Regions from separate parts of the Sus scrofa genome. Here regions 1 and 3 are each linked to region 2. Evidence: chromatin contacts called from public Hi-C and promoter capture Hi-C data. All regions are on one chromosome and are shown on one strand. The core of a region is the stretch at or near the end of the contact, and the rest is flanking DNA. Distances in the headings are between cores, read along the strand shown.

Evidence for each region. Promoter capture Hi-C pulls out the DNA fragments that hold promoters and counts their contacts. A called contact is a pair of places that touch in the nucleus more often than the background predicts.
Region 1: a Hi-C map of skeletal muscle shows a contact between it and region 2, with 4 times the contacts expected there. The contact joins the promoter of RPL37 here to the promoter of C16H5orf51 in region 2. A contact is called at or near these places in 2 of 5 promoter capture datasets (fetal liver and liver), 3 of 47 Hi-C or Micro-C datasets (heart right ventricle, liver and skeletal muscle) and 2 of 2 datasets of contacts at active chromatin or transcription factors (alveolar macrophages and skeletal muscle).
Region 3: a contact with region 2 is called in a promoter capture Hi-C map of liver, with 2.8 times the contacts expected there. The contact joins the promoter of PRKAA1 here to the promoter of C16H5orf51 in region 2. A contact is called at or near these places in 1 of 5 promoter capture datasets (liver) and 1 of 2 datasets of contacts at active chromatin or transcription factors (alveolar macrophages).

The regions. Positions count from the first base shown.
Region 1 is chr16:25,800,993-25,805,818 of Sscrofa11.1, reverse strand. It overlaps RPL37 (ribosomal protein L37), which reads left to right and starts at 2,293. Exons shown (of 4, transcript NM_001243603.1): 1 at 2,293-2,333; 2 at 2,978-3,113; 3 at 3,347-3,431; 4 at 4,820-4,826. The coding sequence starts at 2,331. It overlaps CARD6 (caspase recruitment domain-containing protein 6), which reads right to left and starts at 1,968. Exons shown (of 6, transcript XM_021077098.1): 1 at 1,796-1,968. The coding sequence starts at 1,968.
Region 2 is chr16:26,678,619-26,683,080 of Sscrofa11.1, reverse strand. It overlaps C16H5orf51 (UPF0600 protein C5orf51 homolog), which reads right to left and starts at 1,444. Exons shown (of 6, transcript XM_003133915.4): 1 at 1,247-1,444. The coding sequence starts at 1,346.
Region 3 is chr16:25,782,012-25,786,488 of Sscrofa11.1, reverse strand. PRKAA1 (protein kinase, AMP-activated, alpha 1 catalytic subunit) reads left to right here and starts at 3,008. Exons shown (of 9, transcript NM_001167633.1): 1 at 3,008-3,107. The coding sequence starts at 3,008.

The DNA.
Region 1 (4,826 bases), core at 1,044-3,543, 880 kb after region 2:
TCAATCCAAAATGGGCAGCAACCAAACTGGAAGTGGTTAGCAGCATTCCACCTCTATGACCCAGGGGAAAGACTGCAAAGTGTTGAAGCAAAGAAAGAAAATTACTTCATTGGCTACAGGTTAAAGACCAGCTGACTGTTGTCCATAAGCCCACACAGTATTGTTAACTACAGGCACAATATTGTAATGCAGCTCTCCAGAATGTATTCATGTTGTCTAACTTAAACTTTATACTAGTTGATTAAATTTATCTTATCAAGCCTTTGGATTTGTGCTAAAGTGTTAGAATGGCAATGGGGAGCGAACACAGCACCTGATCCAAAGTCTCCCCTGATTTGCAGTTTGGGCCAGGCACTAACACGGTGGCTGTCTCTCTTCTGGCTGCACTTCCCCTGAACCACCCACTCGCCATTTACCACTTCCTTGAGGATAGGGACCTTGTCCTGTTAATGTTTCTATTCCCGGTTTCTAGAAGAGCCTAGTATTTATTAGGCACTAATCAACTGTTAACCTGTCAAAATAAAACTTTAAATTCCTGCACTTCATCTTATTCTGTTAGCATGTAGTCAATTACTTATGCTAAGATTTCACAAGTGATAGGTCATGAGTTGTTTCCTTTAAAAAGCACTCACATTTAGGATCTTTTTTTTTCCTATTAACTTTTTTTTTTTTTCTTTTTTCTCTTTTTGCCATTTCTTGAGCTGCTCCCGTGGCATATGGAGGTTCCCAGGCTAGGGGTCCAATCGGAGCTGTAGCCACCGGCCTAGGCCAGAGCCACAGCAACGCAGGATACGAGCTGTGTCTGCAGCATGCACCACAGCTTATGGCAACGCCGGATCCTTAACCCACTGAGTGAGGCCAGGGATCGAACCCGCAACCACATGGTTCCTAGTCGGATTCGTTAACCACTGCGCCACGACGGGAACTCCTATTAACTTTTTTTTTTTTTTTTTTTTTTTTTTTTTTTTGTCTTTTTGCTATTTCTTTGGGCCGCTCCCGCGGCATATGGAGGTTCCCAGGCTAGGGGTCCAATCAGAGCTGTAGCCGCCGGCCTACACCAGAGCCACAGCAACGCGGGATCCGAGCCGCGTCTGCAACCTACACCACAGCTCACGGCAACGCCGGATCGTTAACCCACTGAGCAAGGGCAGGGACCGAACCCGCAACCTCATGGTTCCTAGTCGGATTCGTTAACCACTGCGCCACGACGGGAACTCCCCCAACTCCTATTAACTCTTAAATGTTTGGCTATTTTATTGTTTTGTGAGAGTGAGGGCTTTCCTAGACCAGAAGATTACAACTGGATTAGCGTTTATCAAAGAAGTCTGGGAACCACCAACATTAACACGATAAAGTGTTGGGGTTTTTTGCTTTTGGTTTTGTTTGGTTTTGTAGGTCCGCACCTGGGGCACATGGAAGTTCCCAGATTAGGGATCGAATGGGCACTATGACTGCAAGCTAGATCCCAGCTCCATCTGCGACCTACACCACAGGTCTCAGGAACGCTGGATCCTTAACCCACTTAGCAAGGCCAGGGATTTAACCCGTATCCTCACGGATACTAGTCAAGTCTTAATCCGCTGAGCCATAAGCACAGATGTCCAGGTCCTACCCAAAGCTGCTAAACCAGATTTCCTCACGTTAGCATTTAGGAAACTATATTCAACAAGTTTCACGTGTGATTTCCCTGGCATAACGAGATCTGCCACCAAACCATGCGCCTCTAAATTACAACTAGAAAAAAACATTTGCCTTTCTCTTTAGATTCTGAGCTCAGCTCCGTGCCCCTAGCGACTTCTCAGTAGGAATCAGCCAAAAGCTTCGGGTCGGAGTGACGAGCAACCCTAGAGAAGCTGGTTTCTCCCAGATCAGGTCCTCTGTCTCATCAGACGCCCACATAGGAGCCGGGAACACTCTGTCCGCGCGCGAACCGCGGGGCGGAGCAAGCTCCCTCCGCAGGTTCTCCATCCGCCCGGAGGCCGGAAAACGCGATGTAGCCACAGCTCTAAGAACACGCGAAGGCCGGAGGGAAACAACTGCAGGGGAGGAAGAGAAGTTCCAGCCTAACCACAGCTGAAGAACAAGACGGGTCCCACGAAGATGCGTGCCCCAGAGCCCCAAAAAGTTGAAAGCCCCGCCCCGCTTAGCTTTCTATTGGCCTTGCCTGGCTCCGGATCCTCCTCTCGACCCCACCCACACTGAGGCAACGGAAGCTTGAAAATGGTGCACCGCGTCCTTCCGGAAGTACTCTCCTGGGCGGAAGCTTCTGAGAGAAATATAGCGGAAGTGCTTTCTCTTCCGGCCTCTTTGGTCACGGTGGCGGAGGCGAGATGGTGAGTTGTATGTAAGGGCTCTCGGAATCGGCTTCCATCCTGCCCGTCTAACTCCGTTGCCTGCTATCCGTGGAGGGGCAGGCAAGGTTTCCCAAAACCGGGACCAGTGGACCGGAAAGGGGCATGCGGGGGCTCTCGAGTGTCAGAAGAATGGCTCCGAAGTCAGGGGGTGCCGAGTCTGCAGCCGTGGAGTTGGAGCTTCTCTAAGGCCTCTTGTCTCACCTTTGGGGAGCCCGCACAGTTCAGCGATTCGAGTGTGACCTGAGGGAAGAGGCATAGTTTTAGAGTGTTTAGCTGTTAGCAAAAGAATCTTTGGCGGTGGTCCCAGGCGGGAGCTCTTAGATTCTAGAGTAGGGGTGGGTAGGAAAACCGCATTTAGTCTTTCGCTTTATTCCTCCCCCGTTTTAATGTAACAGATTTCAAAACAGCAAATTACGGCAGGGTGATTTTAGGTGATGTGGAACTCAGGTAATGACCTCTGATAATACCATTTAAGAAAATTGAAGCTCCCTCCGTTTCAGCCGTTGTGATAGTCTTATCACAACTACTAAGATAGATAATCTTAGTAGTTTTTTTACTTGAAAACATGAGACCGTGTATAGAAATTACTAGATTTCAGAATCGTTTATTCCCTTGATTTGCAGACGAAGGGAACGTCATCGTTTGGAAAGCGTCGGAATAAGACGCACACGTTGTGCCGCCGCTGTGGCTCTAAGGCCTACCATCTCCAGAAGTCGACCTGTGGCAAGTGTGGCTACCCTGCCAAGCGAAAGAGGAAGTGTAAGTTAATGCTTTAGTTTAGTAGACTTAAAATGTATTTTGAGGTTGAGGATAGTCTCTTGCTTGTTCTGTACCTAAACGGGGCATAACTTGGAACATTATTTGGTAGCTGGGGAAACTGCATTTGTATACAGATGGGTTTAAAACTCAAGGTAGGCATTCTTAAGTATATTGACTGCTTACAAGATGGTGAGAAAACCCATTTAGAACTTTAACATGAGTTTTTGTTTTAGATAACTGGAGTGCGAAAGCTAAAAGACGAAACACCACCGGGACTGGTCGAATGAGGCACCTAAAAATTGTATATCGCAGATTCAGGTACAGTTTCCATGTTTTATCATTAGTTCCGTGTGATTGAATAACAACCCTCAACTACCCTGGTCAATAGGGATGAGGTGTTGCAAGGTGCTTTTTCTTCTGCCACCATAACTTTTAATCAGTTGTCTAGATTCTGTTTATTAATCTTTCAGTAAATGTATGAGCTGCAAATGTCTAGAGCATAGTTGGAGCTAGGTTCCTGAAAGTGTGATGATGTTAATTAGTTTGCTTACATAGCGACATACATACCTTACCAAAACTTGTCAAGAAAATAGTGTATAAATGAGAACTTTCGTTTTACTGCTTTAGGCAAGTCTGCTGCAGAAAAGTGTCATAGTTGCTGTTGGATGTGTATAGAAAGAAATTTTACAGTCTTAATTTAAGACAAGCCTTAGTGTTTTAATTTCAGTTCCAACCTAACCCTTATAGAGAAGTTGCATTTTAGTGGTAGTTTTTGAGGGGTTAATCTGTATAAGGTCTCAATTGAGGTGCTTTCTTTGTTGGGAAGGGGGGCATCCTCTACACTATAGGATATTTAGCAAAGTATCTGACCTCCCATTTAATTTCAGATTTTCAGATTTTAAAAGATCACAAGATAGTTGGGGGCTTTGTAAACACAACACCCTTATATGTGTTTGTGCCAAGGTGACCTTTGTTTCTTCTTAAGACGATTATACAGCATTATTGGTTAAGAATTCAGTGGTTTGCTGGTTTAGCGTAAGAGTTAGGAGGGAGTTCCTGTTATGGCCCAACAGGTTAAGGACCCACTGTTGTCTGAGGGTGCAGGTTTGATCCTGACCTAGTTCAGTAGGTCCTGTGTGGCTGTGACCTACGCCGCCAGCTGCAGCTCCCATTCCCCTAACCCAGGGGTGCAGCTGTTAATAAAAAGTTAAGAGCTTGAATTGAAGCCAACTTTAACCTGTTACTCCAAAGGGGAGTAACAGTATTTTTACTCCATTAAGTGTTAATATTAAACGAGTTAAGATGTAAAGCACAGTTAAGTAGTTAAGAAAATGACTACCAGTAAACATGCTTTTCCTTGGCTAAAGCAGAGTAGGCTCTGATTCATAGCTTAAGAACCGTTTTTCACCGTTTTTGAGGAATCTTAAGCAGTGGGGAAATACTGGTCCCAGTGATCAATAGAACCAAATATGTTGCTCTTTTTTTCAATTGCAGTTGATTCATTCCCTGAAATGAATATTTTGAAGCAGAAGGAAATAAATATTGCAGCTTATCAGTGATGTTGTAAAAATAAATGTCTGAACATATGAATTTAATATTGATTTCAACATTTAACTGAGATAAGCTCAAAGGTGTTTTTAAATACAAATTAAGATGTATGTGCTGACATTGCTGAAGTAATGGTTTTTGTTTCTAACACAATGCAGGCATGGA
Region 2 (4,462 bases), core at 195-2,694:
AAGCTTCATAAAATCAGAAAATCTTGATGAATAGCTCATACACTATCAGTTTAATTCTACTACATTTCAGAGCTGTAAAACTAAACAAGAGTATATACCACTTTACGTTTATTTTCAACCTCTACTCTAGACTGGATTAAAGAACTCTTGTAAAATGAGAAAGGCTTTTGAGTGCAGTAGTTAAGTGAATAAGATATATTCTTTGATCTCTTTAGACTGGTTCAAATGAAGCTGGAGTGGGGTGGAGATCCTTGAACAGCTTATTTAGCAGTAACTTGGATATACTTTCAGGAGGTAGTTACTACTGTCCAAAAACTATTCATGATTCACTTAGCACAAACCAAAAAAAGCAAACAGCTTCAAGTTAGTCTGTGGGTTTTTAAGAAGAGGCCCCTAAGAAAAGCCAGCAAAATAATCGTCACTGGAACTAGAGCCATTTTATCCTGGACCCTATTTAATAAATTTACCAACTATTCAATCTCTTAGGAAAACATTTCACTACTATTTTCCCATGAGTTCGATGACAAGACGGTCTTCAAGAATTTTTAAATCTGTAGTAAAAGTACAAAACTCAAGATGAAATAATGTAGAACCTACAGGCAGCTGAGAGAACAAAAGTCGAAGTAAATCGCTACACCAATTTTTCCTAAGTAAACAGCTTGTACATTTCCAAAAATGTGTTCCAGTACAGACAGATCCTTGAGAGAATGGAGGTGATGAATGTATAAGAATCGTCTAAATTATAGAGATGTAAAGCTCTTCTGTATTGTTTACAGTTGAGTTTAGAATCTAAATTTCCAACACGGAAATTTAGAACACAGCAGTGAAAAAGTGGAACTGTTACACACGCCTAGCTATCTTTACTGCAGCAAAAACACCACTAGTTGTTTGCATACCATCACCCAACTTTAATCACTCATTTAAACTTTTGTGTGTACTTTCATACAGATCTTGCCTTTTTCCCAGTCGCTCCTGAGACAAGGACAAGCAGCCATTGAATTGACTGAAATATCAGCAGTTTTCCTGGGTTATGAAATATGGGGTCTCCAAGAAAACGCCTTAGCTTCAGGCGATGTGAGTTCTAGGAGGAAGACAACTACCGTGCAGCAGGAGCCAGAGACGCAAACAACACCTCTGGCCTGGGATCCATAAGACTTACAGGCCGCGGCCTCCGCTCTTATGCAGAGCGAGCGCCAACTCTGAACCACCATCCGCCCGCCCGCCTCCCTCTTCTCGGCTCCCTCACCATCTTCGCCGGCGGCTTCGCTAAGTTGTTGTATGTGGGCCTGCGCCAGGTCGCCGAGCTCCTCCACTCGCCTCACCACACTGGAGCCTGCGGCCGCCATGGCCACAATGGGCGGGCGCGCCCAGCCACGTGACCGCGCCGGCCCGAGGTCACCTGATCCCCTGCGCGGGCGGGGCGTGGGGGCGGAGCTCGCCTACTCGATGGGAGGGGACTCCAGCTCGCGCAGAGGAGCCGCTTGGGTCTGCAAAGGCTGTTCCAAGTTACTTTTCTCCTCTGGGTCTTCTACCACCAGAGCTGAGAAGCAGGGAGACTCTTGGGGCGGGCGTGACGTCATGGCACGCTTCCTGCCCGCAGCTTCTCTAAACCAATTGTAAATCCGCCCATGTTCCCAAGCTGATCCAGCGCCTAGCAGAGACTGGCTGGTCTCTTCTCTCTCTGGAGCTGCCCTTACGGGCAGTAGAGACGACTGGAAAGTCTAGAGGTTGGACTGTCTGGTTTGGGTTGCCTAAAATGTGGAAAGCCTTACTGGCTCTCTTGGAGCACATCCAAATCGCTAAGAGGTTATTGTGCGTCTAGGTGTCCAGACACTGGTGGGAGTTCCCAGTCTAAGCGGTTGGGTGTAGCTTTTCTAAATCTTAATTTTATTTTTTATTTATTTTTGTCTTTTTTTTTTTTCCTTTTCTAGGGCTGAAGCCATGGCATATGGAGGTTCTCAGGCTAGGGGTCTGATCCGAGCTGTAGACCATGTCCTATGCCATAGCCACAGCAACGCAGGATTCGAGCCACATCTGGGACCTACACCACAGTTCATGGCAATGCCGGATCCTTAACCCACGAGCAAGGCCAGGGATCCAAACAGCAACCTTCCTAGTCGGATACATTAACCGCTGAGCCATCATGGGAACTCCTAAATCTTAATTTTAATAGCTGAGTTTGTTTGACTTCTGATTGCCTTTGGCTAGCTCACATTTAACATATTCATACAATAGCACCAAATTTTGGACATAAACTATTGCCATACAACTCAAGACCCTCAAAGAGCTCTTGGTGTGCAAAGTTCATCTTCTCAATTGTGAGTTTCAAAGCACTTAGTCAAGAATCTAACTTCCACTTTGTGTTCCTTATTTTCTTTATGCTGATCAAACAGATTTTTAACTCGTTTTTCAATTTTTAAATTTGACACAGTACATCTTGAATAATCTCCATCCTCTTACTTCTTAAGGGAGGTAGTTTTTCATTTAATAGGAAATATTAAAAATAGATGCCAATTAAAAATTATCACTTGTGATATGGTTCTATAGGAATGAAGTCACTAGCCAGTGCAGTCCCTGACTTTGAATACACCGAAAGGAGCTCAGGACAGAAATTAGGAATGAGGCAGTCTGTGTTCTGGGAAAAATTGGCAAAATAGGCCTTCAGATAGATCTTTTCATAAAATTTTATGAGCCCAATTTCTTGTATCTTCTCATATCTAGAAAAGCTCTAAAATCATTAACACAGAGATCTCCTCCTGATTAGCAGCAACCTTCTGCCAAAATGGTGCATGACGGCACATATCCTCCCTTCGCTAAAGTCACATATACTGACCTCCCCTTACCTCTTTGGAGCAGTTCCTCAGAGCTATCTGACAGGGTGTCTTCCCAGTCACAGTCTTCATTAGGCCCACAAAAAAACTTAGCTCACAACTCTTACATTGAGCACGTTGTTTTTTCTTTTTTTTTTTTTTTTGGAGGTTCCCAGGCTAGGGGTCGAATCGGAGCTGTGGCCACTGGCCTATGCCAGAGCCACAGCAACTTGGGATCCGAGCCGTGTCTGCAACCTACAACACAGCTCACTGCAACGCCGGATCATTAACCCACTGAGCAAGGGCAGGGATCGAACCCGCAACCTCATGGTTCCTAGTCGGATTCGTTAACCACTGAGCCACGACGGGAACTCCTTTTTTTTTTTTTACTCAAATGAATTTATCACATCTGTAGTTGTATAATGATCATAACAATCCAATTTCACAGGATTTCCATCCCAAACCCAGGCACATCCCCCCACCCCCCAAAATGTCTCCTCCAGAGACAAGTTTTTTTGTTTTTGTTTTTGTTTTGTCTTTTTTGCTATTTCTTTGGCCCGCACCTGCGGCATATGGAGGTTCCCAGGCTAGGGGTCCAATCGGAGCTGTAGCCTCCGGTCTACGCCAGAGCCACAGCAACGTGGGATCCGAGCCATGTCTGCAACCTACACCACAACTCATGGCAACGCCAGATCGTTAACCCACTGAGCAAGGGCAGGGACCGAACCCGCAACCTCATGGATCCTAGTCGGATTCGTTAACCACTGCACCACGATGGGAACTCCCAGACCATAAGTTTTTCAATGTCTGTGAGTCAGCATCTGTTCTGCAAAGAAGTTCAGTCTGTCCTTTTTTCAGATTCCACATGTCAGTGAAAGCATTGGATGTTCGTGTCTCATTGTATGGCTGACTTCATTTAGCATGATAATTTCTAGGTCCATCCATGTTGCTAAAAATGCTGGTATTTTGTTCCTTTTAATGGCTGAGTCATATTCCATTGTGTATATGTACCACATCTTCTGGATCCACTCCTCTGTCGATGGACATTTAGGTTGTTTCCATGTCTTGGCTATTGAAAAGAGTGCTGTAATGAACATGTGTCTTTGCGGGTCATGGTTTTCTCTGGATAGATGCCCAGGAGTGGGATTGCTGGGTCAAATGGTAGTTCTGTGTTTAGTTTTCTGAGGAATCTCCATACTGTTTTCCACACTGGTTGCACCAATTTACAATGCCACCAACAGTGTAATAGGGTTCCTTATTCTCCACCCCCTCTCCAGCTCTTATTGTTTGTAGACTTTTTGATGATGGCCATTCTGGGTGGTGAGGTGGTACCTCATAGTGGTTTTGATTTGCATTTCTCTAATAATGAGTGATGTTGAACATCTTTTCATGTGTTTTTTGGCCATGTCTTCTTTGGAGAACTGTTTAGATCGTCTGCCCATTTTTTAATGGGGTTGTTTTTTTTTTTTTTTGGTATGGAGCTGCAGAAGGTGTTTATAAATTTTGGAAAGAGTACATTCTTTTTTTCAGTTGACATAGGGAAATACTGTGTTGTGATTTACAAGTTATTGACCAAGATGGCATTCTTTTTTTTTTTTTTTTTCCATTTCTTTTTATAACTGCCCATGTGGCCTATGGAAATTCCAAGGCTA
Region 3 (4,477 bases), core at 1,759-4,258, 900 kb after region 2:
GAAAATGTGACAAAAAACTTTTAAAAAGGACTGAAGGAAAGAGAAAAAGCAAAGGAATAAAGAAGGCTTATTATTTGCTTCCTTAGAATTCAGTTTTTAACACAACTTAGGAAAAAATCAATAAAAGCTGCTTAAACAGAGACCCTGAAGCCTAGATAAGATGACCTCTAAGTTCCTAATCAATTCTTTGACCTTTGATTATTGATTTTATTTACCTAGCAATACTTTCAGGTAAACAGTGGCATTTAATGAATATTTATTAAGTAGATTATAATATAAAATAACACCAAGGCAGAAACAAACTGATATTTCTGCTAAAAATGAATTGATAGTTTCATGAAGAGCTAGGTTTGCAAAATTTAGCTTCAGATTGCTCCCTTGTTGAATGCCATGTTGCTTAACTGGCATGGTACAGAGCTGAGGTACCTTGAAATCTTTTCCTTTTAGGGTAAAGGAAATAACAGAAACTTGCTGGGCAATGTTCTAGACATGATGCAAATTTAAAATGGTTTAAGACACCTTTTTTTTTTCTTTCCCACACCTGGCATGCAGCAGTTCCCAGGGCAGGGAATGAACCTGAGCCATAGTAGTGGCCTACGCCAGGGCTACCAGGGAGCTCCATGAGATGCTATTTTGGGGTGGGAGGATTAAAGGTTGTTTGTTTGTTTTTTTTTTCCTTTAGAGGATCCAGAGAACTATTTCTGCTTTGTAGATATCCAAAAGGCTGCAGAAACTCACAAAGCAAGCAGGTAAAGATGAAGAAACAAGAGAACAAAAATTACAACAATAGCCACTGCCTGTCCCCAAACATCTCATGATCAAAAATTTCCTGGTTGCAACTAGAGATTCTCATACTAAGTGAAGTAAGTCAGAAAGAGAAAGATGTATACCATATGATACCACTTATATGTAGGATCTAAAGCAAAGCACAAATGAAGTGCCTGTCAGGGCTCAGTGATTAACGAATCCAACTAGGAACCATGAGGTTGAGGGTTTGATCCCTGGCCTTGCTCAGTGGGTTAAGGACCCGGGGTTGCTGTGAGCTGTGGTATAGGCCACAGACGAGGCTCGGATCTGGAGTTGCTGTGGCTGTGGCTTAGGCCACCGGCTACAGCTCCGATTAGACCCCTAGCCTGGGAACCTCCAAGTGCCTCGGGTGCAGCCCCAGAAAAGACGAAAAGACAAAAAGACAAAAAAAAAAAAAAAAAAAAAAAGGCGCAAATGAACCTATCTACAAAACAGAAACAGACTCACAGACATAGTATAGAACAGACTTGTGGTTGCCAAGGTCTGGGGGTAGGGCGTGGGATGCAGTGGGAGTTTGGTGTTAGCAGATGCCAATTACTACATTTAGAATGGATAAACAATGCTGTATAGCACAGGGTCCTACTCCATATCCAGTTTCCTGGGATGAACCACGATGGGTAGTGGGATAAGGTAGTTATAAACACCAGCTCTGATCATGTGACCAGTTATAGAAACAAAGACTAATTTTCATGTATATTTTTTCCTTATTTTGTTATAAATATGTTTGTTTATGGGTGTGTAGCAAATATCTTAAAAAAAAAGCTTATGTTGGAATAACTAAAGTGTACAGGAAGATTGCAAAAAAGATTTCTTAACTTTTTGGCTCTTCAAAAATATACACAGTCTGTAATACAGTAGGAACTGATTATCCAAAGCTGGTTGTAACTGTTCTCTGATTATCTGATATAATTCTAAGCTCAAAAGCTTTTGCTTCCTCTGCAGTACCTTGCTTGGAACAAAGCTGTCTCTGCTTAACGCATGTTATTTTGATTTTATGAAGTATGTAAAAATCAGAAGAGCTGAGTAACTTTCATTGGGATGGAAAAAGAACATCTTTTCCTTTTTTATATTTTTTCATGAAGAGTCCAACTCTTTGTCCATTGACACTGGCCCAAATGCTATGACCCGGCAGAACTGAGATCACATAAACTGGTTTTTGTTTTGGTTGACACTTGACTTCGCCCATGTTAGAGTAATAATTTACAATTATTTACACTCACTTAAAAACTCTATTACAAATACGCATACTTTCTCTACTTCCCCTGTGATATGCCATGACCCCATTGTATAAACTCTTACTCACTGGAAGTACAATAAATATTTGTTGATTGATTTGGTTGATGCAACTGTAAGCTTTGTTTTCAGTTCAAGGTCTACATTTTACTGATAATCTTAAAATATTAATTGCTATACATCAGAACGTGTTGGGTAACATCCTGCTTCCCAGACACACACACACACATTCACCCTTATCCCCAACTCGCTCCTTCCAATAGAGCTTGTTGCGGGGAGGACACTGCGGGAGAGAATCCAGTAGAAGGAAAGACCCACAATGCTGCTTGAGCTGTCGAGGTGCCCAAACAGCAACTTACTGGCGCAAAGTAAAAAAAAGACCAGCAGGGGTGGGGATGTAGTGGAAGAAGAGGGAACTTCATCAAAGATGCAACTGACAACTCCTAGAGGCTTCTAGATTCCATCCGAACAGGAAAAATTAAAGGTTAGAAAGCAGTGGCAGGGCGGTGTCCCCTGCCATGTTTTAATCCACTAGTAACAAGCCCGGAGCAGACTTCTCCAGTGTTCTTGAAGAGCGGGCCCCCCAAACCAAGAGCGGTAATTAGGCGAGACCACTGCGGGCAGAGACGCCGCCTAAGCAGAAGGAGCAGAAGAGCTGCTGCCCTCCTCAGAAAGCCAGGAAGCCCCCTCCCGCGCGCAGGTGGGATGGAGCCCCAGGCCTCGAGGACGCAGGGCGAGGAAAGGGGTACCGGTGCCCCTCCTAGCGACCCTTGCCTGCCCCGCCAGGGGGAGCGTCTGCGCGCTTCTGTTGGCTGACGGGACCCAGCAAGCGACGTAGGGCGGCGGCTCGGCGGCGCGGCTCCCCTCCCGCGTCCCCACCCCCTCCCCGCCCGCCCCCGGCGCGGCCCTGCCCGCCCCCTCCGCCCCCTCCCGCGGCGCCATGCGCAGACTCAGTTCCTGGAGAAAGATGGCGACAGCCGAGAAGCAGAAACACGACGGGCGGGTGAAAATCGGCCACTACATCCTGGGGGACACGCTGGGGGTCGGGACCTTCGGCAAAGTGAAGGGTGAGGACCCCCAGGGCAAGAGGCGGCCCCGGCCCGGGATCCGAACGACTTCCGCCTTTCGCACCTCTTCATCCTCCCCCGCCCCTTGCGTTCCTCGTCTCCCGGGCTCGGCAGCGCCTGTCCTGACTCGGAGGGAGCGGAGCCCGAGGCCGCCGCGGGACTGCGGCGCGGCGCCCCCAGGCTGGGTGGGGGTGGGGTGGGGACTGGTCGCCGTGGCGACGGTGCCGCGGCTGGAGAAGCTCGTCAGTGCAAGGGGCGGGGATGCGGAGGTGCGAACTTTCCCAGGCCCGGCTATCCCGGGCTGCGCGCTGCGCTCCTGGTGGTGGGTGGGGGTCCTGGGGTCTTGGCCGGGAACCCCGGGGAGGCGGCCTAGCCTTCGTCCCAGCTGTGCTCCCTGGGCTCAGGGCCAGCCCATCGCTTTTCTGGCCATCCTCGGCATTGTCCGTATTTCCGTCCTCTTTAGGAGGCTCTTGGCTTACCTGCCCTGGCTTATTCTCAAGTATGAAATGTGTCCCCCCCCCCCCCCCGCCCAAATAAGGTTGCTTTAAGGGTAGTTTGCAGAATTAAGAAAATCAAAGAGGCCATGTCGTCGGAAAGGATCATTAAATTTTTTCGGAGCAGTAAATAAGTATAAACCAGTCTTATATGTGTTTGCGATCCATGGCTTATGGTCTGAATGCAGACTCCACGCCTTCAGTGTTTCTGAATTAACAGTTTTGCGGTCTCTGGCCAAACCTGGTAGGCAGTGCAGATTTTGCCTCCAGATAACGTTTATAAATTCATTGATGCTGTTCGTCTCCTTCTATTATCACAGGCTATTTCCATTTTAATAAATAGTTTAGCACACATCATTTGAAAACCAATTTTTAAGAAAAGTGGAGTCGCTTACCTTTGTGTCGACAGACTATTTTGGAAATAACAAACTTGCTCTTCAGTCCACCAATTCTGGCACAAAAAGTTTAATTGCAAATTTTGTGAGGCATAAATATTTTTTCTTCAAAATATTTGACTTTGAAATTAGAGATGTAGAGAAGAGGACGGAAGTATGAAACTGATAAAAATAATTCATGCATTGGCTTTGGATAAATAATAGCCTATGACTTACATATACAAGCTCTTGGTAAATATTTGATTTGAAAGAGAAAAAAGTTTGTGAAAGTCTGTACAGTGAATTAACTAACTGAGCCTTGCTCTATCAGAGCTAAATAAACATTTTCTGGTTTTACCTAGGGATGGAAGAGGAGAGAGCCCTTTCTTCTCTTGCCCTTTCTGAGTCATAGAACTGGAAAATTGCTGTAGAGCCCACAGGGAAGCAACTGCCTAAACCTTCTTAAGAAAATCAGCAAGGCCAACAATGTAAGAGAAAGTAA